Linked DNA regions of Rattus norvegicus: all the other regions are linked to region 3. The links are chromatin contacts, called in public Hi-C maps. All regions are on one chromosome and are shown on one strand. The core of a region is the stretch at or near the end of the contact, and the rest is flanking DNA. Distances in the headings are between cores, read along the strand shown.

The links. A called contact is a pair of places that touch in the nucleus more often than the background predicts.
Region 1: a contact with region 3 is called in a Hi-C map of liver, with 4 times the contacts expected there. The contact joins the promoter of Rnase4 here to the promoter of Ndrg2 in region 3. A contact is called at or near these places in 2 of 12 Hi-C or Micro-C datasets (kidney and liver).
Region 2: a Hi-C map of mammary epithelial cells shows a contact between it and region 3, with 2.3 times the contacts expected there. The contact joins the promoter of Supt16h here to the promoter of Ndrg2 in region 3. A contact is called at or near these places in 2 of 12 Hi-C or Micro-C datasets (frontal cortex and mammary epithelial cells).

Annotation. Positions count from the first base shown.
Region 1 is chr15:26,783,741-26,787,914 of GRCr8, reverse strand. It overlaps Rnase4 (ribonuclease A family member 4), which reads right to left and starts at 1,628. Exons shown (of 2, transcript NM_020082.2): 1 at 1,581-1,628. It overlaps Trnap-ugg6 (transfer RNA proline (anticodon UGG) 6), which reads right to left and starts at 2,112; the gene lies at 2,041-2,112. Trnat-ugu4 (transfer RNA threonine (anticodon UGU) 4) reads right to left here and starts at 4,080; the gene lies at 4,008-4,080. It overlaps Trnay-gua4 (transfer RNA tyrosine (anticodon GUA) 4), which reads right to left and starts at 3,201; the gene lies at 3,113-3,201. It also overlaps a transcript of Ang not described here.
Region 2 is chr15:27,375,950-27,380,133 of GRCr8, reverse strand. Supt16h (SPT16 homolog, facilitates chromatin remodeling subunit) reads left to right here and starts at 1,820. Exons shown (of 26, transcript NM_001107261.1): 1 at 1,820-1,949. The coding sequence starts at 1,884. Chd8 (chromodomain helicase DNA binding protein 8) reads left to right here. Exons shown (of 37, transcript NM_001347661.1): 37 at 1-849. The coding sequence ends at 410.
Region 3 is chr15:27,081,787-27,086,204 of GRCr8, reverse strand. It overlaps Ndrg2 (NDRG family member 2), which reads left to right and starts at 3,085. Exons shown (of 16, transcript NM_001270862.1): 1 at 3,085-3,152.

The DNA.
Region 1 (4,174 bases), core at 379-2,878, 300 kb after region 3:
GGTAACGGAAGTAACAACTAAAAAAAGGAAAGCTCACAGGAGGCCCCCTGAGGAGTGGGTTCGCCACTGGTTCAGGGACCATGGAAACAAAGTCCTGATGATGTGTGTATGTTTCCAAACAAGATACAAAGTAAACAGTTACTTCAGGGCATACTGCGCTCTGGCTTACTTGTGGTTTGCAGCCACTCTGAAAATAACTGTTTACAGAGAATTCTTTACCCAAATGAACATATGGAGAACCTCAAGAGATGTTTTACCAGACTGCATCCATACGCTTTTTCAGTATCTGTGCTGCTGAAGCGAGCACATTGACACACTGTTTAATCCATGCATGGAGTCACACTAACAATGTCTCCAGGGGACAACTCCACAGCCTTTTGTGGGGTGCAGAAAGAGCGAGGGTGAGAGGGAAGCTCATGTACCCCTACAAGCTGAGCCATGGTTGAACTGATGGCTCTCCGAGGTCTGGGACTGTGGCTGGTTCACTTTTTCTAATCACCCCCTGTTAACCTAAGCTTCGATTCCACATTATCTAAACCACATTACTAAGGTCCCACCACCCCATGTGATCAAAATGAGACGATCTCTCCACCTTCGTTTTAAGGAAGAGGGAGTTGAAGAACAAAGAAAGGGACGTTACTTGACCGATGAGCATTTGGCGTTTCTGTGACCGGAAGATTTCCAGTGTACAACCCAACTTTTTTATCCCATCGGAATGATTTCTAGAAAAGTCAAAACTCATGTTTAAAGTAGTACTGACTAATTACTTAACACCGATTATTTCCATAAATCTCCCAGACATCTGATTTCTCCCTTTTATCATCATATTGTTTCTTGGGTTTAAGCCGCTGCGACTGGCAGCCCTGACTAACTCAGAGCTGGGTGGTGCTTGCTCTTTGAATAGCTGAGGCTGCTTTTCGGAGTTTGCCAGAGGCTTTTCAGACCGGTGTGCTAACTGAGGTTTCTAACGATTGCATGTATGAACTGGCTATAAGATTTCTACTATCACAGACGGAAGAACCTGGCCCACTGGAGATGTCCCAATATAAGCACAAGGTTTCTATCCTCCTTCTGAAACAGAGGCGCTCCATCACTGCACTGGCATGTGCTGTTTCAATCCCAACTACCCAGGAAGAAGGCATAGAGGATGCTGCTGACGCGTCTCCAAAAGTTTCACAACACAGTTAAAGATAAGTTAAGGGAGGGAGACAGGCAATGGAAAACGAAAACACCACTTCTGCTTGCACAACCTTGACAGACTTGCATCACAAATCTGATGTCGACCTAGGAACCCTCAAAATTTTCCCTGTCTGAGCGAACGAGGGCTGCTTGGAATTCCTCCCTTCGCAGATTCTGCGATCCCCTAGAGCCTGGGTTCTACACAATGACCATCCACGCTGGACTCTGGCAAGATGCGGAAAGTGAACTGTGGAAACCTGTGAGAACCGAATTGATCCCCACCACACCTCAGCTCTGTAATTAGACCGGAGAAGTTGAGAAGTCCTCTCCCAGGAGCCCCACAACTGTCCTTAGTAGGACTTCCATAGCTAAACCCTGGAGGGACAGGCGTAGAAACCCACCTGGACGCGGAACTGGAGATGACGGCTTTGTTTCTCACTCCTTTTTCCTGATGGGATGGCGAATAGAAGAAATGAGGTTTCCTTTGCAATCTCGTCGCCGATTTGGGTGAGGTCGCCGTTGCCTGGCCACGCAAACAGATTGGGGCGGGGTGCAGAGGAGTGGAGGGTGGGCGGTCCAGCCTCAGTGGCTGGGACCGCACCCCATTTCTTCCAAGGACGCTCCTCCCCGTTGGGCTGGCCGGCAAGACAGTTTAACCCCAACCACCAAGCAGACAATGTGGGTTTTTGCACAGAAATTGGACTGGTAGATGTCTCGAGGACCTCCAAGAGAAGCATCCGCGGCAGAAACACCAAGCCTGCCAAGGGGACGCTGGAACCTGGGAATTTGGTGCTACTGGCACGAGAAAGTTTGTCGTGAACTTTTGTCCAGGAGTTATCCAAGGACGAGGCAAAAAGTGCAGGGCTCGTCCGGGATTTGAACCCGGGACCTCTCGCACCCAAAGCGAGAATCATACCCCTAGACCAACGAGCCATAGCACAGTTCTGCTCTTTCGTGCTCGTCAGTCTAGCATGTTTTGACATAGGCTGTCTAGAGGCTTCAGCGGTTTCTTTTCTCTTTTCGTCTCTCACAGAGGAAACTTCTTTCGTATTATTTAATTTCCACCCTAACTTTGTCAAGTCCCACCCATTAATTCCGGACCTATCCCTTTTTATTCTCTATCCACGTCCGGGACAACTCAAGGCTCAGAATGGGATCAGAAGAGGCAGCTTTTCAGATTTCAAGTCACAGGCCTGCCTGATCACTTATTCCAGAAGGAGCCCGGAGCGAGCCGGCTTAGCGCTGCGATCTCCGGGTGGAGCCCAGCTGCAGGGTACTTGCGGGCACAAAAATCTTACAGGCAGGCGGGACAACAAAATACTGAGGGCAGGAGGAGGCTGCGGGTAGCCAGTTAGACTGGCGGCCGATAAGTTTGCTCTTGTCTTGTGATTCTGTAGACCTTCGCGGTTTTCCTGAATCAGAACTGCGTTTTCAACCTCACTCCCTTTGTTTACAAAGTATTCCATCCGACCTGGACTCTACACTCTTCCAGCCTCGTCTCCAACACAGGTCAAATGCTGCATGAAATACCTAAACGAGTAAAGTGTCTCTTTGCCAGTTAGTGGGGCAATCGCCGGGGTCAGTTAGAGGTTTTGTTCGGCAAATCAGGGTCCTGCGGGTCATCAGAGCGCTAAAAACGGGTACACAAACATGTCCACAAGGTTCTGTACCTTGCGGTCTTTGATGTCTGGACTTCGGACAATGGGCAGCACAGTAGACTCGAAAACTAAAAGTAAACAACGAGAGAGCCAGAGAAACCAAACTCCAAGATTCATTTTCTTTTTCGTAACTGTTTGATTACAGGTAGATAGTGATTGCGCGTTTTGACCATTTCCAGAGAGGAGAGATTGTTGATAAGTTAGGACGATCAATAGTGGCACGTTGAACAAAGGACCGGAGTTTATCTCAGGAAATAGCCCAAAATACAGGCTACTCCTTCGAGCCGGAATCGAACCAGCGACCTAAGGATGGCTGTAATGAACCTGCTACAGTCCTCCGCTCTACCAGCTGAGCTATCGAAGGGAAGCACGGGGATCCTCCTTCAGAAAGTGGTATTCAGTAGGTAGGTAACCACCGCGGCCTAGGCCCGGCGGATGGCAGTGCGTGACTGGTGGGTGCCTTGAGCGAGAAGCTACAGACGCCCTGCCGGGGTCGCGGTCCGGCCCTCCGGACGAAGTCAGAGCTCTGAGGACGCCCGCCTCCGAGTGCGTGCGTGCAGGCGGTGAAGCGAGCAGCCGAGATCCGAGAACGAGCGCTCTGCACCCAGTCCGCGCGACACTCTACAAACCCACTCTGCGGGATGGCATGGATTGATGCCGCCACAGCTAGGAAACCCAGGGACTGGAGGCGTGGCTTGGCGGTAGCGTGGTTAGCCTGAGATCCCAGGTTTAGCCTCAGCACCTAACGATAAAGAAGCTCTTCTGAGAGAAAGGCCATTCCTCTTACAGAAAGTCATAACCACGGCCTCTTTGAGTTCATTCCCTGGTTTAGTGACCAAGGTCTCACGTCAACTGCGGTACTCTATTTCCTGCGCGAGACAGTGAAGTATGGAGGCCTGTGTGCGGACTTAGCCTCCCGGTACAGCACGCGGTTGCCAGTCCTCCCCCTTTCCCTCCGGCCTAGCTCTTGCAGGGAGGTCAACCTTCTCCTGCGTCCAATCTTAGCGCGGTGCGCTCAGCAGGCTGTCGGAGACTTTGTTAGAGCGCAGAGTGCGGACCTGCACTCGAGCTCCGCAGCGAGAGTAAAATTTTATCGCGTCTTGCTTGAATAACTTGGCGACAGAGAGCTTTGGGCTAGGAAATCCGGAGCTCAAAAGTCTACGTTGACTTAGGCCCCAGCGAGATTTGAACTCGCGACCCCTGGTTTACAAGACCAGTGCTCTAACCCCTGAGCTATAGGGCCACACGAACCGTCCTTTCTCTTTTTCTTAGAAAAGGATACAGTGCTGGTTCTTTGGACTCCTGCCTGTGGGACAGAAAGAAAGCAAAATCAGACT
Region 2 (4,184 bases), core at 571-3,070, 300 kb before region 3:
CCTTTCAACACAGCAGTAGTAACCTACAGTCTGTGTCGTCTCTGGGTCACAGCAGTGCCACTTCTGCATCTCTGCCTTTCATGCCGTTTGTGATGGGTGGTGCAGCAGCACCCCCTCATGTAGACTCCAGCACCATGCTTCATCATCACCACCACCACCCCCACCCCCACCATCACCACCATCACCATCCAGGCTTGAGAACCACTGGCTACCCTTCTTCACCAGCTACTACCACCTCTGGTACTGCCTTGCGGTTACCAACACTGCAGCATGAGGACGATGATGAAGAGGAGGATGAAGATGATGATGATTTATCTCAGGGCTATGATAGCTCAGAAAGGGACTTCTCACTCATTGATGACCCTATGATGCCAGCCAACTCAGACTCCAGTGATGATGCTGACGACTGAAGCCCTAATATAGACCCGTGCTGGGTGGCTGCTGGAATCCCTTACTCTGGCCCTTGGACTTTGGAAATGTGGGAGGGGCAGGGAACAATATGGGGAAACCCAAGACTTCAGGAGGTGAAAAGGAAAAGAAAAAAAAAAGGAAAAAAAAAAAAACAAAAAACTCGTACCCGATTGCTCCCAGTTTTGAGAGGATTGGGTGGGCAGGGGAACTCCTAAAAAATAATAAATGACCACTTCCTCGTTTCTGGGGGAGCAAAGGAGCTTAGAGCAGCTGGTGTGCTCACCCCTCCCCAGACACCTCCATTAACCACAGACTATGTAGCGCTGGCCCTAGCCTCTGGCAGAGCCTGTTCCTGGCCAAACTGTGGATACAGCTGGAGGGTCAGGGACTGTTACCTTCCTTCCCCTTGGCATTAATAAATTTAAGTTAATCCTTTTCCATTCTTCCTATGTTCTGTTTCCTCAAACAATATAAATACTAATTTTTTTGGGGTAATAGTGTAAACATCATTCTGTATTCAATACTGTTACCACGAATAGAAAAGTCACTTGTACCCCTCTAAAGGCATATATAATCAACCGTGGATTGTCCAGTTTGCTTAAGCCAGGGAAATGATACAAGATAAAGAGGTGAAATATATTGAGTTGTGCTCCACATTCTTAGACGAGGATGAATTTCAAGGACCATATATATTTTTCTCAATTAACCAAGATGACCATTCTCTTGGGGAAAACCAGAGGACAATGTTGCTTTTTATGAAATACAGCAAAGTACCCGCTGACAAAAAAAGGTGCCTTCATGACTTGGGTCCCCAGGGGGCTGGGAAGAACTACAAAGTTTAGGAGCCACTCCAAGCTATTTGTTTCCTTCCACCCTACCAGCACATCTCTTAAAGGAAACCTGAACATTTATCTTCCTACTCTGCTTCTGCCTTCCCCGCAGCTTATTTGCAAAGGTGGGCTCCGTTCTCTTGGGATGCAGAGTTTGGTTAAAAGTGCCTTCCCCTTGGCGTTCAAGGCCCTGCCCTGGGGCAGAGGACTCACTCCTCAGCGCTTGGTTGCTCGCGGGTCCCGCTCTTTCTGCTCCCCTCCCACCTCTGCCCGCGGCTTAGAGCGCCCCGAGCTCGAAAAGTGGGCGGGTCACGTGACGGTAGCCTCTGGCGGCGGAGAGAGGTTCCAGATCCCGCGAACCAGCTCTGCAACAGTATTCTGTTGATTTCTCCACTTTTGCGTCCTTCTCTGTTGCCTTTCCCCTACTACCCTACAGAGCGAGCTGGGTGGTGGGTTTTTTTTTGTTTGGGTTTTTTTGCTTTTTAAAATCTTCGACGCTATAGGGACCCGGAAGCGGAAGGGGATACCGAGCGGTCGGTACTTCCGGGTCACAGAGAGTGCGGGATTCCGGGCCGAGCGCGGGTGGCGGAGCTGGGACCTCGCGTGATTCTCGGAGCCCGACGGAAAGCGGCGTCCAGGGCTATGGCTGTGACTCTGGACAAAGACGCGTACTACCGGCGAGTTAAGAGACTGTACAGTAACTGGCGGGTAAGGAGCCCGGCGCCCCCGGGAGCCTCACATCCCATAATAGCCTGCTTCCCGGCGCCCTTTTCCCCTCAGCCAGAAATCTCCGGCTCCGCCGCGCTCCCGCCTGCTCCGGCAGCGGGAGTCCCGCTCGCCGCACAGCGCCTGCGGGGTCCGCACGCGCCTAGCCTGTCCCGCCGCCACACCGGCCCACCCAGGTCCCGCCAGAATTACCGTTTGCGGGAAAGGGGCGCGAAAGCTGTGCCCGGAGCTCTTGGCGCTCTCCGCTTGCGGGCCTCTGCTGGAGTTGAGAAATGCTGCTCCCGCGCTCCGCTGCTTCACGTTAGGCCCTGCGTGGGTAATAGACCCAGCGCTGGAAACCTGCGGGCTCTCATAAGAATTAAATTGATAGGACGCCTCAGACCTGGTTTCCCATGTCGGCATCATACCGGGGGCACGTGTTGAGGAAATCGTTGTGGAAGTTCCAGGGCTTCTCCAAAGATTGGACAGTTTCCCTGTTTTATAATCGCTCATAATTTAAAACTTACTTTTTTGCTAGTTAACTTCTCAAATGTTTGATTAATTTCATACTGTGATACTGTCTGAAACAGTCTATCATAGGTCTGGGCTCTGGACCTTGTGAGCGAGGGAAAATATAACTGCTAAAAAAGAAACCCGAAAACGTTCTGAAAAAATAACCAACTCTGGTTTCAGCGTTGTAACCTATCTTACCGATTGATCCTCTCCATTCTTGGCTCCTGCCTATAATCCCATGATTTCTGAGGCTGAGGCAGGAAAATGACTAGTTTCATGCCAGCCTGTGCTTCAAAGTGAGACTGTATCAATCAGCTCGTGGCTTAGTAAATAAAATTGAACCTTTACTGAAGTCGGTTGTTTACCTGCCTCATCAGAAAAAAAAGCCTGTGTATCTTTTAAGCAGGATGCATTGCATGCTGGAAATATGTTCTCTGCCACATTTTACTAAAAGCCATACTAGATAAACGCTGGCTTTTTTTTTTTTTTCACTTTATTAGCTAACTTTTTTGAAGATTTACTTATTTATTATACATAAGTACACTTGCAGCTGTCTTCGGACACACCAGAAGAGGGCATCAGATCTCATTACAGATGGTTGGTTGTGAGCCACCCACCATGTGCTTGTTGGAATTTGAACTCGGGACCTCTGGAAGAGCACTCAGTGCGACTTAATGGTCTCTATCACAAAATGATATTTGATCCAAAATAAGTTTTTGGTCCTGAGAATTGGTCCTACCACCTAGTGCTTTACCAGTAAGCTATATCTGCAATCTAGGGATATTTATTAATAGTCATTATATTATGATATATGTAATGTTGATAATCAAAAGCTCTCGTTTCCACAATCAACCCTGAAATAATGCACTGTTTTTAAAGCTTTTTTTTTTTTTTTTTTTATGCTTATGGGTAGTTTGCATTCATGTATGTATACCTTGCATGCGTTGCCGGAGAAGGCCAGAAGAGGGCATCGGATACCCTAGAACCGAAGTTTCAGAAGGTTATTAGTTGATGTTTGGGTCCATATGAATCCTAGTCTTCTGGAAGGACAACCAGTGACCTTAACCACTGAGCATCTTTCTAGGCCCTTAAAAAATACACTATTGGTGTATTCTCTAGTTCCAGAGTTCATCAAGCTATTTAAAGACTGTTTCAATAACATGGTTTTTAATTATAATTTTCATAACTTATGTCCCACATCAAGCACAGCATATCATCTTTTGAGTAGAAATGCCTGACACATTAAGCCTCCATCCTCCTTCAGTATTGGGTTCTTGGGGGTTTATTGTAGGAAGCCCTCCCAGATCAAGTGTGGTACATAAGTCTTTTAATGGTGAAATATTTGCATACAGTTTATGCACGTGTGCTATAAGTCATCAGGATACCAACTACGATGTCAGTGATGCCTGAGTGGATATAAGTGCCAGTGCTCACGGATAGGGGTCAGAAGATATCTTTGTCCAGTCATTTGTCTTCAAGTTGGGTACCTTTATCTGGGCTCTGGAGATCAAACTCACGTTGTACAGCAAGCACCTTTATCTACTGAGCCATCACCAGTCTGCTTTACATCATTCTTGAGACATTTGAGTCTAGTCCAGTCCTACCTTTTCTATTTTCAACATCAAAATAGGTTTTCAGTGCCTGTCTTGTTTCTGCTTTGGGAAATCCTAGGTGGTAGTGATAGATTATGAAAGTGGGTTACAGGGTCGTCCTGTGGGTTTTCTA
Region 3 (4,418 bases), core at 1,836-4,335:
GTTAGGCTCTAACCACTAAGCTCTCTCTCCAGGCCCAAGTCTTTTGTACTTTATATCCCTCTGATTATCTGGGGGCTCTTCTCTGAGGCTTCTGAACTTTTTCTAGGTTCGGTTCTTTACTCCTTTCTACTCCTTTCTAGCCCACGGACCAGCTCTGTTACCCTTCCCCAACCGTGATTTTCTATTCACTATTCCTGCTGGAGAACAGATTATGGTGCCTGACTACAGGAACACATGCCTATAATCGCAGAACTCTGGAGGCCAAGGCAGGAAGATGAGGAGTTCAAGGCCAGCCTTAGACACATGGCCAGTCTGAGGAACACCCAATACCCTGTCTCACAGAATGACTATGCTATGACTCAAGAGTAGTTGGGACTGGAGAGAGAGTTCTGTGGTTTAGAATATGGCACCTGGGTTTAACTCTAGCACCTACGTCAGGCAGCTCTTAGACGCCAGTGACTTCAGGTCCAGAGAGATCTGATGTCTCCGGCATTGATGGGCATTGCTCTCACATGCATGGACTCACACTCGGACACATAAGTTAAAATAAAACACCTTGAAAAAGAGAAGTATAATCTATGGTTCTTACTGCCAAATCATTCTGCCTAGCATTCAAGGACACAACTTGGACCCAGTCTGTCTCACCAAGTGTCACCCGCCTCTCACTAACATTGCTCTTACCCACAAGGGGGGCCCTAATGGCATAGTTATATGTTCAAAAGGTTACCTGGTGGAAAGAGAATAGCCCCTGAAGGGGAATGAATCTGATGGGGATTCACACCCTGGTGTGCGATCAGTTGGTGGCCATGGGCAAGTCCTTAATGCTCCTGGGCTTCTGTTTCCACATCTGTGTAGTTAAGGATAATGACACAGATTTGGGGGTCACACACACTTCCTACTCTTCAACTCTTCAGAGGAGCTCTCGAGTTTCTGCTTATACTTTCTCTTCTGCTCTCTCCTGAGGTGAAAACACCCCTTCTCTCCCACTCAAACGTTCTACTTCTCATCTGGGCAATTCACCCTAAAAACAAAACTCCTTTCCTCCAAATCATAGAAACATGTGGCTCTTAGCCTGTAGTCTCTAGCCTTTGGGGGGGTGGGGGTTTTCAGAAGTATTGCTTAGGGACCCTGAAATCTTTTGGTACAAACAAGATTCAGCGTGAACACTAAATAATACGCTTTGCAAATGCATATATGATGGCTAGGGTATTGTAAAAACTACTTTTAGGTATTTCTGAATTTCCAATTTGTGCTTTCTTCATCAGGGGTTATTAAAATCATTCTGGGGGAAAATGAAAATCCCTTCTTTCCCACCGGAGACCGGTGGGGACTGCTACAAGACTTGTCCTCTATACATTGATCTTATTGATTAATTTCCCTAGCCTTTTCTGTATTTATACGCTTCTTTAATCACTGGATCACGAAACTGACCAAAACCGTATCACTTCTTTGAATTTCATCTATCCGGTGGTTTGTACGCTGAATATGCTTGAAACTGTCACTTAGCCAAAAGCACAGTTTGAAACTGCTTTTGACCCAGAGAAAGGTTAGATACTGTCCATGTTGGGTCAATTGTACTCAGGTCGGCCTTGAACCTGTCAGGACAGTAAAGAACAATGAGGCAGAACCAGTTTTGTGCGCGCGTGCGCGTGTGTGTGCGTGTGCGTGTGCTTGTGTGTGTGTGTGTGTGTGTGTGTGTCCTCAGGAGCTTCTTAGAGACCCCGTAGGTCTAGGAAGTAAGGAGATCTCAGTGGAAATTTCCCACCTCCTGCCCTCCCCAAGCCCCTGTGTCTGCCCCCTTATCAGGTTCCCCCTGAGTCATCCTGACCCAGAGACAGATTTAGATGCTGGAACCTTCCAGTCTCTCCCTCCCCCTCTCCAAGTACGGCTACTTTAGACACGTGAAAGAAGCCGGCAGGCTGAAGTGCTCAGTCCAGGTTCCCTGGCTTTCTCCAAGTCACGGGGGCTGTGGAGAGCTCTCTTATCTTACCCATCTGTAGCTCTTCTCTTAATTCCAGCAAACTTCTTGTCTAGGAGAGCGTTAAACCTGTGTACCCAGGGGCTAGGCAGGAAGCTAGAATGCCAGGTTTCTGTGCCAGTTTCTAGGGCAATTCTTATGAAGGGAGTAGGAGAAAACAACAGAGGAAAACTTGGGGCTCTGTTTCGGGGATATAGGAAGCTCTTTAGGTCTAGGGTGGTTTTTTGTTTTTTGTTTTTTTTTTTTTTTTAAGCTGGGTCTGAGCCTACCCAGGTCTCCTCCTCCTCCCTCTTGGCCTCTCCTCCTTTCCAACAGACCTGCCAAGTGGGGATGAAAGGAGCATTGATGTTCCTTGGGGAGGGGGGTTGTGGGTGGTGAGGGTAGTTCCCAGGCAGGGGGGAGGGCAATCTGGGGGTCTTGGGGGGAGCAGTCTGCTCTGGTGTTGCAGTTGGCAGCTCCGGTTCCATTGGACATTGTTTTCAACTGGCCTGGCGCCCAGCCCCCTAAATGGCAAGTCTGGAACTAGGCTGAAGGGGGATGGGGCAGGGTTGACTCTGGGAGCAGGGTGCGAGAACGAGGGCATGTGGGGAAATACAATCTGGTTGCTCAACACAACTTTCAATCCCCGTAGCCCATCAACCATTCCACTTCAGCAAGCCCTTAAAGAGCTCAGGACGTGTCTCAGATGTGAATCTTGTAGAAGTCTAGGATAGGAGAGTAAACCCACCCAGGCACCGCGGGTCGGGCCCAGGAGACAGCAGCTCAGGAGCTCTGCAACAGGGCACTACCACTCAGCTTTTCAGAGCTGATCTCGCCCTCCTTTTCGGGGTTGGACTAGGAGGGGTTAGCGCCTCAGCCACAGGGTCTCTTGGGTCTCAGCCCAGGACATCGAGTCCTCCTCAAACCCTTTACTCCACCCTTGCAGAGTTAGCTCCGCCTCCGCGCCTGTTTACACAGGAGTCGGAGCCCTTGGGGGGTCCCCAGCCCCTCCTCTACCCGCCCCCCTCGTTGGGGCCTTGACCCGGGAGTCGCTGTTGGCCATCATCTTTCCCCTCCTTCGTTCATCCTCTATTTATAGCGGCCCCCAGCATTTCCCGCCCCCCCCAACCCCCTGCTTGTTGTCCAACTTCTCACGGAGCAGCGGGAGAGCAAGCGGCAGGACTCGGCTGAGGAGGTACCAGCACCCCAATTGTTCGGAATTCCTGCGCCCTCGACGCCCCGTCCCCAGACACGCTGGCACCACTACCCCTACCTGCCCCGAAACCCGGTCTGAGCTGTGGCCCTCGCCCACCTCCCTCTTCCTTGACCTAGCTCTCTGCTTCCGGGCGGGCGTAGCTGAAATCGTGGGACGTGGGCACCTTGGGTTGGCTTCCCCACTCTATCCGTCGCTGCCACTCAATCTGGGGGGCTAGGAAGAGAGCCAAAAATGAGCCTGGCAGAGCCAGGTCACAGTAGGGGGCGCCGTTGAGGTGGGCGTGGGGATCATTTGGAGGCTTAAGGGGTCCCCAAGCACACCCCATTTCACGCGGCTCGGGGTTGTGGGGAGCACTCGGGGAGCCTACAAGCATCACCTCTGTGTGCTCCCTAGCCGCACCCTCTCGCCCCTCCCCCGGTGGCCCGGGCGAGTTACGAGGCGTGTTTATGGGGGGTCGGGGCGGATCTGCAGGGAGATGGCCCGGGGGCGGGCCCTGGGCGGGTCTGTGGGGAGCCTGAACTAGGGCGGACCTAAGTCAAAGGCAAGTGAAGGTGGCAGCGACCGCGGCGGCTGCAGCAGGTAGGGGGAGGGGCAAGCGCGCCCCTGGGTCGGGAGAGCGCGGGCCAGGAGAGTGGGCATCGTGGTTCTGGTCCCCGGGCTGCAGTCCTGGGGAAGGAGCTGGCTAAGCGAGGCTCTCTGCTGCTGGGCACAAAGGCAGAGGCGCTGCAAAATGCAGGGCGTGTTTGGGAGTCTCTTGAGATGATGTCCTGGGCACTACGTGTCCGCCGTGAGAGGGTGTTGGTCCGGATGAGGACCGACAGCTAGGGACTCATAGGGTCAGGTTTCGTGTTCTGGGAGCAGCCAGTCAAGCCCTACCCATCCTTTTCCGACTGGCACCAGCTGGCTGGCAGTCCGGGAAAGTGCGGAGGTTACGGGACCACCCTATTCTCCCTCCTCTTTCTCCACCCGACATGCAAATAGACTGGGTGGACCGGAGAGATGAAGGCGTGAAGCTTGTTTGTTTTTAAATGGTGAGGAAAAGGTCATGCTGTAATACCTACATATCAACTGAGAACTGTCAAAACTGAGTACTAACTAACCGGACAAGGTCACATAGTGGTGGCAGTAGGGTAGGACCAGAGGTTTTGACACAGTCATGCTCTATCGCCTTGTCAGCTCTCCTTTCGCTTCATACCCTACCCAGCCTGGACTTGCTTGTGTTGCCCCGCAGGCCCCTGCGGCTTG